Regions from separate parts of the Oryctolagus cuniculus genome. Here region 1 is linked to region 2. A link is a contact called in public Micro-C data. All regions are on one chromosome and are shown on one strand. Each heading gives the region's core, a stretch centred on a gene start, on an enhancer-like site or on the middle of the called end of the contact. The rest is flanking DNA. Distances are from core to core; before and after follow the strand shown.

Evidence for each region. A called contact is a pair of places that touch in the nucleus more often than the background predicts.
Region 1: a contact with region 2 is called in a Micro-C map of ear pinna, with 9 times the contacts expected there. The contact joins the enhancer-like site here to the promoter of BECN1 in region 2. A contact is called at or near these places in 2 of 6 Hi-C or Micro-C datasets (ear pinna and an unstated tissue).

What each region holds. Positions count from the first base shown.
Region 1 is chr17:20,263,036-20,268,266 of mOryCun1.1, reverse strand. No RefSeq gene overlaps it. Among named protein-coding and RNA genes, the nearest start is that of RETREG3, 9.9 kb to the left of the region's middle. Within about 2 kb of position 1,831, at least 2 of the 8 cell types and tissues checked have an H3K27ac peak or open chromatin away from gene starts, as enhancers often do.
Region 2 is chr17:20,092,283-20,097,033 of mOryCun1.1, reverse strand. It overlaps BECN1 (beclin 1), which reads right to left and starts at 3,065. Exons shown (of 12, transcript XM_070060660.1): 1 at 2,905-3,065; 2 at 2,506-2,634. The coding sequence starts at 2,632.

The DNA.
Region 1 (5,231 bases), core at 582-3,081, 170 kb before region 2:
CTACCTGGGAGACGCAGGAGTTCAAGCTCCTTTAGCCTGGGTCAGCCCAAGCTGTTGATGGCCTTTGAAGAATAAGCCAGTGGATGAGAGAGCTCTCTCCCTGCCACTCTACCTTTCAAATAAATAAAAAACACTGAAACAGAGTGGGCTGGGGCTGGGCTGGCGCTCTGAGTTAGCAGGTGAAGCCGCTGCCTTGCAGCACTGGCATCACATGGGTGCCAGTTTGAGTCCCAGCTGCCCCACTTCTAATCCAGCTCTCTGCTAATGCACCCGGGGAAGCAGCAGAAATTTGCCCCAACTGTTTGGGCCCCTGCCACCAGGGAGACCTGGATGAAGCTCCTGGTTCCTAGTTTCAGCCTGGCCCAGCCCTAGCTGTTCTGGCCATTGGGGAGCGAACCGGCAGATGGAAAATCCTCCCTCCCTCCCTCTCCCTCTCCCTCTCCCTCTCCCTCTCCCTCTCCCTCTCCCTCTCCCTCTCCCTCTCCCTCTCCCTCTCCCTCTCTTTCTCTTTCTCTCTCTCTCTGCCTCTCCTCTATAACCCTTTCAAATAATAAATAGAATCTTATAAAACTAAGCAGGGAAACAGGCTGGGAATGGTCAGATTACTAAGTGACCTAACTAGTCAACGGCAGAGCTGGATTTAAACCCTGGTTTGATTGAGTGGTGTCTGTGTCTCTAACCATTGCACTTTCCTGCCTTTTGTGATGCAGGCTGCTGTAGAATTGTCCCATTTTTGAGGATTCTTGGAGCCACTGCAGAGTTCAGGGACTGTAGGAACCTTGAACCCCTGTGCAGAGAGTTCAGCACCTGGAGCGGCGGTGGGGAGTGTCCCCATCACCCAGGTCAGGGCAACTGGCATCCTGTACCCACACTCCAGATGTCGGGGCACCAGGCCCCAGTGGGGTCAGGAGGAGCCGGCCTGTCGGGGTTTAGTGTGAAGGTGAAGCAGGGTCCAGGGACATTTCTGCTATTCTTCCTACAGCTGAGGAGCACTGAGCACCTGGGCAAGTGGTGATTTTTCCCCTTTTACATCAGAAAGCGCCCTTGGTCATACTGGCCTGGACGTACTCTGCCTCCCATGAGCCCATTTATCTTTTTAAAATTAACTGACTCATTTTATTAAGTTTACTTACTTAAAAGCAGAGTGACACAGACACAGACACAGAGATCTTCCACCCAGTGGTTCACCACCCAATGACCACTACATCCTGGCTGGGCCAGGCCTAAGCCAGGAGTCGGAAATTCCACCTGGGTCTCCCTGTGGGTGGCAGGCACCCAAGGATTTGGGCCATTATCCGTTGCTCTCCCTGGGCACATTAGCAGGGAGCTGGATCAGAAGTAGAGCAGCAGGGATCTGGACCAGCACTCAGAGGGCTTGCCAGCACTGTGGGCAGCAGCTTAATGCACTGCACCACAACGCCGGCCCCGAGGGCATGTATTTCTAAGAAAGCTGTGCATCCAGGCCAGCCCCCAGTGAACAGGGGGCTCTTGCAGGACTGCTGAGCCAAGAACAGGCAGCCAGAGCGAGGCCCCCAGCCCCGTGAGAAGTGATAGGGAGGCCACAAGCCTGTCACTGTCAGTGCCAGGGCGGCAGGGGCTGACTTGGGGAGAGCCAGGTGGGTCAGAGTTAACCAGCTGCCGGTCCTCCCAGGAGGGCATCTGTGACAGCCAGTGTGCACCTGGTACCCTCTCAGGGCCGCCCTGCCTCACAGCTCTCCCGTCACTGCCCCGCTCTGATGACCAGCTTTTCATCACTTGGGACATCCGCTCGCGTGGCTGGTGTTGAGCGGGGCGTCCTGGCCAGCCAGTGGAGCAGAGCTGCTGCGTGTGAGCAGCCAGCTGGACCACCTCCAGGCCACAGCAATCCCAGGGCCCGCCTCGGCAGGATCCAGTTCAACAGAGCGCAGAGCCCCAGGCAGGCACCCCAGGTGGTCCCGAGTAGAACAGTGAGACCTGGACGGTACCGCAGTCAAGACCCTGGGTCGGCAGGGCTGCCTCCTTTTCCTGCCTGAGTCCCAGCGACAGGCAGCCACTTCAGTGCCAGATTCGGGATCAGGCCCCTCCCCCAAGGCTATTTCCAGATCACCCATCCCCCAAGGCCAGAACAGCCCCTCCCTGTTCTTGGCCCGCTGTAAACCCCGGAGTGCGGGACCAGAGGGCAGCGCCAGGTCAGGTGGAAAGGGACGGAGGTCTCTGGGATTAGGGCAGGAGGTGGTGCTGGGAGCAACAGGCCCTGTAGTTTGAGACAGCACAGAAGTCACCATCCCCACGGAGACAGGGCTGCCACGGGGAAGCTGGAGAGAGGGCGAACGCCCAAGCCTGGGACAGGCACCTCTTCTGACTAAACCAGCAAGAGCAGGTTAGCATATAGAGGGGATGTTCCAGGGTGGGCAGTGGCCCAGCCACAGTTACCTGGGACACCTGCAGCCCATATCACAGAGCCTGGGTTTGAGTCCTGGCTCCGCTCCCAACCCCAGCTTCCTGCCTACGTGCACCCTGGGGGAGGCAGGGTTGATGGCTCCAGTTCCTGGGTCCCCGCCATCCAGGTGGGAGACCTGGAGATTGACTTCTGGGCTCCTGGCTTCAACCTGGCCTGGTTCTGGCTATTGCAGGCATGTAAGAGGTGAGCCAGCAGATGGCGCTCTACCTGTGTGTGTATGTCTCTGTTTCTCTGTCTCTCTGCCTTTCAAATGAACTCAATAATTTTCTAAAAAAATAATAAATGAAAAATAGGCCTTAAAAGTAAAAATAAAATAAAGGTAAAATTCCCAGAAAATTCCAATGGGTGTGACCTGGGATCCTGGAACATGCACAAGACAGGAGATCTACAGCAGGAGGCAAACTCCAAACATTGAGCTGTGTAAACAAATCTGAAACTTGTGGCCTGTAACTCGGGAAAGAGGAATGAGATGAGGCCAAGAGGTGACCAGCACACACCGGGGTCAGGAGCCATGGCGAGCAGGCACCGGCCAACGCGTGGGTTAGTCTGGTAAGCCTCGTCCGTGGTTTCCACCAGTCACAAACATTCTAGATCTTTCCAGAAATGAGTGCTCCCTACTCAGTGGAGTCAGTTACCAGCCAGCATAGAGTGCACCCCCCAGTAATGCCCCCTCCAATGCTCACTCCCTCCCAGTTACCGCACAGGTATTCTAAGCAGAAAGGGGGCTGGCCACACGACATTCTGATTACTAATCCGTCATTCAGAAGTTTTCAGTTAACTCCCTAGGGCCTGATCATCCCAGGCCCTGGTAGTTAGGTGAAGCCCCCAGGGGACCCAGTGGGAAACACCCTTCCGTTCTCTCACGCTAGCCTGGCCACAGAAGCTGGAGGAAGGCAGTTCTTCCCTCCTATCCCTCACCGAATTATTAATGGGGTAACCGCAATGGGGTAACCGCGGTTGCAACATGGAAAGTCCTGAGTCCCAAGGGCACTCCTAGATTTGGTTTTAAAACTGAAATTCTCTAATTCCCTCAGTTCTAGGTACACTGTGACAGTTGGTTTCCCAAGATTAAAGACCAACATAGATATTTTTATTAAAAAAAATTATTAATTTGTTTGTAATGCAGAGTTACAGAGAGAGAAAAGAGAAATATCTTCCATCTGCTGGTTCACTCCCCAGTTGGTTGCAACAGCCAGGGCTGGGCCAGGCTGAAGCCAGGAGCCAGGAGCTTCATCAGGGCCTCCCACATGGGTGCAGGCATACAAGTACTTGGGCCATCTTTTGTGCTTTCCCAGGTGCGTTAGCAGGGAGCTGGCTTAGAGATGGAGCAGCCAGAACACGAACTGGCACCCATATGGATGCTAGTATCACAAGTGGTGGCTTAGCCCACCATGCCATGCAATGGTATCAGCCCCAGTTAGGGAATCTTGAAATGGAGGCAGGCTTTAACCTCACAATTAAGACGCTAATTAATGGGGCCAGTGTTGTAGCATTGCAGGTAAACCGGCTGCCTGCAATGCTGGCTTCCTATATGGGCGCTGGTTCGTGTCCTGGCTGCTCCACTCACTTCTGATCCAGCTCCCTGCTAATGTACCTGGGAAAGCAGAAGATGGTGGCCCAACTGCTTGGGCCCCTGCTACCCATGTGGGAGACCTGGAAGAAGCACCAGGTCCAACCCTGGCTGTTGCGACCATCTGGGAAGTGAACCAGGGGATGGAAGATCTCTCTGTCTTTCTGTAATGCTTTCAAATAAATCAATAACTCTTTTAAAAATTTATTGATTTATTTGAAAGGCAGAGTTATAGAGAGGCAGAGGTAGAGAGAGAGAGGTCGTCCATCTGCAGGTTCACTCCCTAAATGGCTGCAATGGCCAGGACTGGGCCAATCCGAAGCCAGGAGCCTCCTCCAGGTCCTCCATGCAGACACAGTTCAGGAACAGAGTGGACAGGAAGAGAAAGAGGTATAGACGAAAGTAGAGAGACAGTGCCTCAGAACCCTGTCTAGAAAGAGAGGGAGAGGGAGAAGGAGAGGGAGAGGGAGAAGGAGAGGGAGAGGGGGAAGAGGGAGAGGAGGGAGAGGAGGGAGAGGAGGGAGGGGGGAGAGGGAGATGGAGAGGAGGGAGATGGAGAGGAGGGAGAGGGAGAGGAGGGAGAGAAGGGAGGGGGAGAGGGAGATGGAGATGGAGAGGAGGGAGAGGGAGAGGAGGGAGAGGAGGGAGAGGAGGGAGAGGGGGAGAGGGAGATGGAGAGGAGGGAGGGGGAGAGGGGGGAGAGGGAGATGGAGAGGAGGGAGAGGGAGAGGAGGGAGAGGGGGGAGAGGGAGATGGAGAGGAGGGAGGGGGAGAGGGGGGAGAGGAGGGAGAGGGAGAAGAGGGGGGAGAGGGAGAGGGGGAGAGGGGGTAGAGGAGGGAGAGGGGGAGAGGGGGGAGAGGAGGGAGAGGGGGGAGAAGGAGAGGAGGGAGAGGGGGAAGAGGGAGATGGAGAGGAGGGAGAGGAGGGAGAGGGAGAGGAGGGAGAGGGGGGAGAGGAGGGAGAGGAGGGAGAGGGGGGAGAGGAGGGAGAGGGGGGAGAGGAGGGAGAGGGGGGAGAGGAGGGAGAGGAGGGAGAGGGAGACGAGGGAGAGGGAGAGGGGGGAGAGGGAGAGGGGGGAGAGGAGGGAGAGGGGGGAGAGGGAGATGGAGAGGAGGGAGAGGAGGGAGAGGAGGGAGAAGGGGGAGGGGAGAGAGGGAGAGGGGGGAGAGGGAGAGTGGGGAGAGGGAGAGGGGGGAGAGGAGGGAGAGGAGAGGAGGGAG
Region 2 (4,751 bases), core at 1,816-4,315:
GAAAAGTGAAGCTTTTTTACATCTTCATGAGTCAAATTACATGAATACAGCCATTCACCAGAAAAGTGTCACTGAGACTTGTGCTTTTCTTAAGATTTTATTTTATATGAAAGGCAGAATTACAGAGAGGCAGAGACACAGACAGACGTCTCCCACCCACTGGTTCACTCCCCAAGTGGCCATAACAGCCGGAGCAGAGCCGATCTGAAGCCAGGAGCTCCTTCTGGGTCTCCCACACAGGTACAGAGGCCCAAGGACTTGGGGGCCATCTTCCACTGCTTCCCCAGGCCATAGCAGAGAGCTGGATCGGAAGTGGAGCAATCATCACCCATATGGGATGCCAGCACTGCAGCTGGTGGCTTTACCCGCTATGCTACAGAGCTAGCCCCGATTTGTGAATTTCAGTGCATGACAACTTACCTTAAAACAAGTGGGGGGCTGGCATCGTGGTGTAGCCTCCTGTGACACTGGCTGTGACAATAGCTTCTACCTGTGACACTGGCATCCCATATGGGTGCCAGTTTGAGGTCTGGCTGCTCCACTTCTGATCAAACTCCCTGTTAAAGGCCTGGGAAAAGCAGTGGAAGATGGCCCAAGTGCTTGGGTCCCTGCATTCACATGGGAGACCTAGATGAAGCTACTGGCCCTAGCCTGGTCCTGTTTTGGCTGTTGTAGCCATCTGGGGAGTGAACCAGCAGATGTAAGGTCTCTCTCTCTGTAACTCTGATTTTCAAACAAATATATAAATCTTAAAGAAAAAAAAAAAGTGTGGGGGCCGGTGCTGTGGTGCAGCGGGTTAATGCCCTGAGGTGCTGGCATCCCATATGGGTGCCGGTTCGAGACCCAGCATTGTAGCGTAACCTCCTGTGACACTGGCTGTGACAACAGCTTCTACCTATGACACTGGTGTCCGATATGGGTGCCAGTTCGAGACCCGGCTGCTCCACTTCTGATCCAGCTCTCTGCCTGGGAAAGCAGTGGAAGATGGCCCAAGTCCTTGGACCCCTGCACTCGCGTGGGAGACCCAGAGGAAGCTCCTGGCTTCGGATCCAGATCAGCACAGCTCCAGCCGTTGTGGTCAATTGGGGAGTGAACCATCTGATGGAAGACTCTCCCCCCCCCTCCACCACTCCTCTCTCTGTGTAACTCTGACTTTCAAATAAATAAATAAATCTTCAGGAAAAAAAAAGTGTGATAACCGTAATTGAGAGGGGGATGTGAAATGAGGCAGGAATAGGAAACATAAGAAGGGCAGGTATGGCTAATTGCTGAAGCCAGAGGCAGGTACAGAAAACATAAGAAGGGCAGGTATTGCTAATTGCTGAAGCCAGGTGATGGATACAACAGAGAGCACTGCTGTTCTCCTGACTGCATGAAGCGTGTTTGAAAATCTTCCATCATAAAAAGTTGAAAATCTGTAGTAAACAGTTAATGCCCCTCAAAAAAGAGGACGCAAGCAATAAAACAGTGAACGCTTACTGCGCGCTGCCTGCAAGCTTCCTCCTGGTTACATGTTCTGTCATACTGACCCTGACAACTACCTTATGAAGCACCTTTACTTTTTACAGATAGAGAAGCCGAGAAACCAAGGCTCAGAGAGGGCAAGCCCTTTGCATACAGTTGTTCACGTAAATGACAGCCAGGATTGAAACTCGAGCAGGCTGGGGCCCGCGGGTGACGCACCAAGTTAAGTGTGATGCTGGCATCCCATATGGGTGCTGGCTCGGGTCCCAGCTGCTCTGCTCACAATCCCGCTCCCTGCTGACGCACCTGGGAAAGCAGCAGAAAATGGCCCCAGTGATCCCCTGCCACCCACTAGGGAAACTGGGATGGAGTTCCCGGCGTCAGCCTGGCGTTCCTAGGGGTCATCTGTGGAGTGAACCAATGGATGGAAGATATCTCTCTGTGTAACTCTGCCTTCCAAATACATATAATAAAATCTTAAAAAAAAAAAAAAAAAAAAAAAAAAAAACACCTCAAACAGGCTGACTCCAGACCCAAAGCTTACTCAAGCTGCCCTTCTGTCTTCTTCTTGAACCTCACCCCACTTCCTGGGACTCAAACTCTGCTCCTCCACTCAGCTGCGGGGCCTCGGGTAAGTTACTTAACCTCTCTGAGTCTCGATTCTCATCTGTAAAATGATGTGATGATGCTAGGACTGTATAGGGAGGGGGAAGGCACTTGGACAGTCAACAAATGCTGCTTATTGTAACACACACACGCACACACACATATGCACGTGTGTGTGTGCTCATCCCCTTCCTTCCACACAGCAGGAGCAGAAAAATAGAAATTGGCTTTGCTACAGAAAGCTCTGCGAAGCACAATGTCAGAATTCCTTGACGTTCGCAGCGAGCAAACAGGGAGCGGGAGAAATGCAGCGAGCTTCCCAGGTTCACCTGGCGAGCCTGACAGATCCCACCGACAGCCACCACAAGACCTACAGCTTCCAAGCTGCCCACTTGCCACGTTCTTGGCCACCCTCTTTGCAGGGATCTCGCTGACCTGTGAGCTCCTGGATGGTGACCCGGTCCAGGATCTTGAAGCTCGTGTCCAGCTTGAGGGGCTGGCTGCAGCGCTGGCACACGAAGCTCACCTGCATGGTGCTGCTGGGCGTCTTGGACCCCTCCATCCCTGCGGCGGTGGAGACGAGGCGACGTTAGGCAGAACCGGCACCCCTAACCTCCGGCCCGGGGCTACTACCTGCCTTGGTGGTGGTGACGGGGGAAAACTCTGGTCCGCTCCGAGCCCTCTAGGAGCGGTACGATACCAGGCGGACCTGCTTCCGGGGCAGCCCAGGCAAAGCCAGTTAGAACCCAGGGTCAGGGAAGGGGCTGTAACAGGGACCATCACGGTTCCAAGGTCCCCTTGTAAGGTACCAGTTCAGTCCCCAACGCTCTTCACCTCGGGGCCCTAGAGCCGGCCACTCAGGTTCGGTCTATCGCGGGGGCACCGTATCCTCCGGTCGGCCTCGGAACGAGGCCTCCAGAATCGCCATCGCCCAAACTTTAGCTACTTCCCGGTCCGCCGGCGGAGGACTTCCGCCCGTGACCGGACGTGACGTCACGACAACCGCCGCCAGTCCTGGTCCGTGGGCTGCGGTGTGCGGCCCCCCAGCGGCTGAGCGGGGAACGGCAGGCGGCCTGGCCGCGTGTGCTGAAGGGCAGTCCCCAATGTCGGGACAGTGAGGGTGCCGGCCTTGCAGCCTGAGGCGTAAGCCGCTGCGCCACACGCCGGCCCCAGCAGAGGCATTTCACAACTTTATTGAAGTATAATCTGTATACCAGGAGATTCACCCCTTTTAAGTGTGCAGTTCTATGACTTTTGGTTTTGCAGTCAACATAACTTTTAGAACATTTTCTGTCACGCATGCACCTCTCTATGGTTAGTTCTCATTTCCAGCCCCGAAAGGGGGCCTCTACTAATTTACTGTCTCGATAAATTTGCCTTTTCCAAACATTCATTGCAATGAAATCATACAATAGGCAGTATTTTGTGTCTGGCTTCTTTCACTTATCATATCATTTTTATTTTAATGATTTGTTTTGGGAAAGGCAGAGTTACAGAGAACTCTGGTTCACTCCCCAAATGGCCACAATGGCCAGGCTGAAGCAGAGAGCCTGGAACTCCTCCTGGGTCTCCCCTGTGGGTGGGAGGGGCCCAAGCACTTGAGCCACCTTCCAAAGCTTTCTCTGGTAAATTCAGGGGGAGGGGGAGGGGAATGGGGAGGGGGAAGGGGAACTGGATTGGAAGTGGAGTCGTCTGTGCTTGAACTGGTGCCTATAGGGGATGCCGGCATCACAGGTGTGGCTTAACCCACGGCACCACAACACTGGCCCATTATTTTATCTTTTTTTTTAAAAAAAAGATTTATTTATTTGAAAGTCAGAGTTACACAGAGAGAAGGAGAGGCAGAGAGAGGTCTTCCATCCTCTGGTTCATTCCCCAATTGGCTGCAATGGCTGGAGCTATGCCGCTCCAAAGCCAGGAACCAGGAGCTTCTTCCAGGTCTCCCACACGGGTGCAGGGGCCCAAGGACTTGGGCCATCCTCTACTGCTTTCCCAGGCCATAGCACAGAGTTGGATCAGAAGTGGAGCAGCTGGGACTCGAACTGGTGCCCATATGGGATGCTGGCACCGCAGGCAGCAGCTTTACCCACTATGCCACAGTGCCGGCCCCAATATTGTATGTTTTTTAAAGATTTATTTATTTGAAAGAGAGACGAGGGGAGGGTGGGAGGGACAGAGAGAGGTCTTTCACATATCGTTTCCTTCTCAAATAGCTGCAAAAGCCAGGGCTGAGCCAGAGCAGTGCCAGGATGCTGCAGCTCCTTCTGGGGCTCCTGTACAGGCCCAAGCACTCGGCCATCATCTGCTGCTCCCTGGGTGCATTAGCAGGAAGCTGAATCAGGAGGGCAGCCAGGATTCAAGCTTGCACTCCGATGTGGGATGAGTGTAGCAAGCAGTGGCTTAACCCACTGTGCCACAATGCCAGGCCCTGAAATGTTCGCTTATTTATTTATATATTTAGAATGACAGAGAGAGATCTTCCACGTCCTGGTTTGTTCCCCAAATGCTCACAACAGCCAGGCCTGGACCAGGCCGAAGTCAGGGACTCAGAACTCAACCCAGGTCTCCCATGTGGGTGGCAGGGACCCAAGTACTTGAGCCGTCACCTGCCGCCTCTCAGGGTGTGCACTGGTGGAAAGCTGGATTGGAAGCCCAGAGTCCCCAGGACTTGACTCGGGTAC